2 separate regions of the Mus musculus genome follow, and region 2 is linked to region 1. Evidence: chromatin contacts called from public Hi-C data. All regions are on one chromosome and are shown on one strand. The core of a region is the stretch at or near the end of the contact, and the rest is flanking DNA. Distances in the headings are between cores, read along the strand shown.

The links. Hi-C and Micro-C count contacts between places; a contact is called where the count stands out from the background.
Region 2: a contact with region 1 is called in a Hi-C map of regulatory T cells, with 6 times the contacts expected there. The contact joins the enhancer-like site here to the promoter of Snx14 in region 1. A contact is called at or near these places in 2 of 39 promoter capture datasets (erythroid cells and pre-B cells) and 1 of 484 Hi-C or Micro-C datasets (regulatory T cells).

The regions. Positions count from the first base shown.
Region 1 is chr9:88,437,624-88,440,221 of GRCm38.p6, forward strand. Snx14 (sorting nexin 14) reads right to left here and starts at 1,306. Exons shown (of 29, transcript NM_001359958.2): 1 at 1,045-1,306. The coding sequence starts at 1,184.
Region 2 is chr9:90,258,410-90,261,007 of GRCm38.p6, forward strand. All of the region lies in intron 1 of Tbc1d2b (TBC1 domain family, member 2B), which reads right to left. Among named protein-coding and RNA genes, the nearest start is that of Tbc1d2b, 11 kb to the right of the region's middle. Within about 2 kb of position 1,297, at least 106 of the 459 cell types and tissues checked have an H3K27ac peak or open chromatin away from gene starts, as enhancers often do. A contact at or near this core is called in regulatory T cells, where this site is marked.

The DNA.
Region 1 (2,598 bases), core at 56-2,555:
GACAAAACTCACATCCTATAGTTTACATTTTGCTCGGCTTTGCTAGTCCAGCTTGAAACACCTTTCAGAGGACAGAACTGTATTAAGTAACTAGTAATGTCTGCTGTTAAAGGAACTCACTTCTCCCACAGCCCTACAATCAAGCACCTCATCATCACAAGCCGGGCACTTTTTCTGTAAGACAGTAATTCATAGTAATTACTATCTGTTAATCTATCGCTTAAGCCCCAATTCTACAAAGCCACCAAGATGGCAGAAACGAGAGAGAGAGAGAGAGAGAGAGAGAGAGAGCGAGAAATGAAGGAAAACAACAAAACTGTTGTCAGAATCACAGGAAATAGCCTTAGTGAAACTACTAAGTCAAATCTCTTGTGTATGTTTCTCACTGTTATTCTTGCAAATGAATTACTTCAAAATAAAAGGCGACTGCTTGTTCAAAACAGAGAAAAGAATGTGACGATGTTTTTAAGTACACATCTTTTCTACTATCACTGCACCCATACTACTTCTGGAAATATAAAACACAACAAGCTTCAGGGGCGGAGACTTCTGACCTCAAAATGTCAATTTAACTACAGATCTTGAAAAAAAAGAAAAACCAGAATATTGTAGAGTTGCGATGGGTACTACACTGCTTTCTGACTTTGGGTCAAAAACCAGTATTTTAAAGAGACGAAATTGTGGTTGCAAAGGTGTGTGCCGGTGTGAGGGCGTACTGTTGCGAGAGAAGGCTTCCCCAAGAGGAGAGGCTGCGACAGAACCTTGAAGCCACCTCCCTCCGATCACCTTTACTGAACTGAGGTGGCATTACAGATTGTAATTGTAAAACAGACGATAAAGGCTCGTCATTGAGAAATGGTCAAAAAGGAGAGGTTGAGAGCCAGGTAACCACGAAGGCTGCGTGGTCCCGGGCCCGCACCCGTCCGCATATCCGGGAGCAACCTGGGCCGCCCTTCCCGAGACCGCGGTGCAGAGTGCGCTCCTGCCCGCCGCCCAGCAGCCTGCGGGCTCTCGAGCGGCCGCCGCGGGGCCAACAGCAGGTACCTGTTGAGGAGCAGCGAGGCGACGCTGAGGCAGAGCAGCAGAAAGCAGAACAGCGGATACTGACGGCAAATCTCGCGCCCCACGTCCAGCCGCAGCCGCTGCTTCAGCCTCCCGCAGATCGTCCGCACCCAAGACCCCATCTCAGTCCACGCAGGGGAGGACGTGCCGCCCTCAGAGGCAGAGGCGGAGGGCACCCCCAAACCCCGGCGGCGGAGCCACATTGCCACCCACCACCCAGCTTCACAGCTAGACTCAGCCGCACAAGGCCCCGCCCCGCAACCCTCGCCGCGCGTGCGCAACCAACGCCCCAACCACACGCAAGGCCGCCCCAAGGCCGCCGCCACCATCCCGCGGGAGGACTGGGGAGCGCTCGGACTGACGTTCTGGCGCGGCCACCCACTTTCCTTATCCGGAAGTCCAGGGAAACCTAGAATGCAGACTGGCAGAAGAGTGTGGGAAAGCTAATTGCACAGCAGCCGCGTGCGGCTCCTGGAGCCCTCTGGGAAATGTAGTCCATACAGCGGACCCTGCCGCCTCAACCTCTCGGATTCTCGTTGCCACACCTAAGGGAGAGGAGGAAAGGACGCCTTCAAGTCCGCTTTTTAAAAGGGGATCAAGCTGGGGCGTATGACAACCTACCCGCCCGCCACCCACCCGCAATCCACCTCCGAAAGAAAGTCATGTTAGCCACGTAACCAACAACGAGGGAGTCACCTCACCCCGCGATCTTAACCATAACCCAGCGTGTGACGACAGCAGGCTTGGAATCTGGATAGTCCCTTTTAGAATTTCATTCAGCATTTTGTAGGAGCTAAAACTCAGGCATGTAAAGCGTTTGAATTTACCCTACAAACATTACCCTTAGAGCGTAAGCTATTCTAGTTTCAACTACAGCATAATCACATCGCTGAGACAAGCAAGATCCTGCTCGGGATCGCTTCTTAGCGAAAACAGAATTTCATGCTATTCTGACACTGGCAGTTTCCATCAAGCCACCTCTCTCCCCTAGACAGGGAAACAGAACTCCTTGTTTTCTCAAGTGTATGTGCAGCTTCATTAATATTTTCAATATTCTGAAAAGGTGGGTGATCCTTAGTGGCTCATTTCCTTTACAGGATGTACCATCCTTTCTTCCCATTACAGCTGTTAGAAATTCAGGTCTTTGTCCTTAAATTTACATGTATTCCTAATTTCTTCAGAACCAACTTTAATACAACGTGTACCAAAGAACATTAAATACACACTAGCAGTATCTTTAGATGACAGTAACATTTCCACTCATGAAGTGTGCATCTGTCACCAAATTCTTTATATATATATATTCTTTATATACTCATGTGAAGTTTCAAGGTACACACTTAACATTCACTTTTGTAATTTTACACTGTTAACTCCACAAAGAGCACGGTAAATCCCAACAGGGATCAGTAGTCTGGACACAGCAAATACACACTCTCAAACAAATCACAGGACCAAAGGGCTGTAACCCAGTAATAATGTTTACCAAACGTGTAGGGTTTGATACCGAGATTTGCAAAATAGCCTTCCCTTACT
Region 2 (2,598 bases), core at 47-2,546, 1.8 Mb after region 1:
TTTACCCACGTTCCCAAAGGCTGTAATGGCGGTTAATGGGAAGGGCCTCACGTCTTCAACTTAAGAAAGATTATACTCATTTCCAAGGAACTTTCCCCATAAGCAATAAAAGCTGATAAGTCTGATAATACAAAACAAAGTTAAGATGGATGGCAGACAACATCCCACGTCTAACAGACTTCAGCTTCCAATGTTTTCTTTTGAGTGTTTCACAATCATGTATGAGCCTAGAAACAATCTCGAGGGATTGTGGTCCATACTAATGGAAAAATACATGCTTCCTCTGGAAGGTTTTTTGAGCCCAAGTGAGAGGCTGAGGCAGCTAATAATGGGCCTTCTGCTCCTCAGAGGACAAGATGCGATTTCACCTACTCCACACTACTAGGGAAAACAATAAATTCTCATTGGTTAAGTCTTTAAATTGCTCATAGAAATTAGCATTTTCACATATCTTATGAAAATAACCACTTGAACTCTAAGCCAGCTCCTTTGTGAGGGCTGGACACTTTCTGTGCTTCTTACTTACTGATGGGTGCCCAGCTGGACGGTGCTGCTGCCCTCAGCATCCGAGCAGTATGCTTTACAAAGCAAATGCTTGTGCTAGCTTGGGCGGCACATAGGCTAACACTAGACCAGCAGAGAAGATTGGTGTGGCCCCATGAAGAAATGGTAAGTCAACCTGTGAGGTGTTCCATATTAAAAAAAAAATCTTCAAGAGAAAAGCAGTTTCTTAAAGGACCTTTAACTTGATACCATTATAGATGGCAGCCAAGTACAGGGACTCACACCTGTAATCCCAACATTCCACTGCTGAGAGGCTGAGGTTAACATGGGCTGCGTGGCGAGTTCCAGGCCAGCCTGGCCCGCAGTGGGACCCTGCTGTTGGGGGAAGGGCAATTGCTGGTGATGGACTTAGAAGAAAGTCCACTAGCAAATCAGAAGACAGGCTGAAAGTATGAAGGCATAGGTGCAGCACTCACGGCCAGCCTGTGAGGTGCTGGCTGAACTACATCTCATCTCGGGCTATCCACGCAGGCAAGGTTCTTCAGGATGCCTGCACGGGCAAGGCCACTCCCTGGGCCTGCTCTTCCTCTCAGGAAACGGCAAAGCCTGTCAAATGCGTTCAGTTCCAGAGGAAGGGAGCACGGGAAGCTTCCAAGAGAGCTCCATTATGGTGGCTCTGACACTGCAAAGTCAAGTAGGAACTCCTGTGGCCTGAGCCAGGGGCCTGCTGGCCAGCCCTGCTCCAACACTGCCTCCTCCCAGAGCACAGAAACCCAGAATGCAAAGCCGACTGCAGCTGTAAACCACAGACTGCTAACCTGAGAAGAAAGGGCTCACACTTCACTGTTTCCACCCATGTGGTTCTGATAGTTTGCTTTACCATCAAAGGCCAGAGAGAAGGCGACCGAAGTCCATCCCCGGAACTCATGTAATGGAAGGAGTAACGGCTCTCCCAAGGTGCCCTATGACATCATGGCCATCATCAAACAGTACCCTAAAGAACAGTCACTCGTGACCCACAAAGCAGAGAGGAGAGGCCAGAGATCTACAGCAGAAGGGCAGGGATATCCACTGGAAATGCAGACCGTTGAAGCCTACACTGGCCTACTGAGCATGGCTGAGTCTCCAGGAGGGCAGGAAGCCCACCATTGTCCTTCCACAGCATCGGAGACTTGCTCTACATAGCCACTTTCAGGACCACTGTTCCGAGGAAGCCACATTTCTTCAAAGGACAGGAAAAGTCTTGCTAGCCTGTTACCTCTGGAATGGCACATGTGAGAGTTTGGTAAACTGTTAAGTTCCCTTCTTACGGTTAGAGGATTTGCTCTAGCCAAAAGCCTACTTCCTTTGGTAAACACTTTATCACAAAGGCGTGGGAGAGGATGAGGCACAGACCCATCCCTGCTTCTGTTTGGTCAGCTCCCACTGGAAGTTTATAATCTCTACCGTCCATTTCCAAACTTCGTGCAATTAAGCTTCCTCAATTTATGTCCAAAACAAAGTGTTAAATGAACAATTGAGAGTATGTATAAGACTGTTAGAACATAAGCCTGATTTCCTAGTAATGGATTTACTGTGGAGCAGGTATCCTCCAACAGTGTGGGCCATGTGTCTGCAGGAGAGTTTAGCTCTAAGATGAAGTCACAGCGGGGAATCGTTTTCCTCAATGTGTTATATGCAGGGGAAGGGCAGGCTTATCTCGGGGGACTCTCTAGTTCTGACTTTGGAGCAATGGGCAGAGCACCAACACAGAATGACCTCCTCCAGACCACAGAGCCATTTAACGACAGTGCCCTGATCACATTCCAGTGTACACACAAGATAAGCGCTCCCTGAGGCCAGAGGTGATAGTTGACTCCAGCTGGAGACCCGTCAGGACCTGGCCCTATAAGGCCTGCTGGGTAAGTAGCTGGCGGCAATCACATTTAGAAAGTCAGGCCACCTTCCCTACACAGTCTTCCCAAACTGGGCTGGCTGCCTAGAAGTAATTCCTTTAATCCAAGATCAACATCCTGATAACACTGGCCGGCCATCCTCCAGGCAGGAGCGCTTGGGCTGCCTTGAGGCACTCTGCTGCAAGAAAGGCCCAGTAGT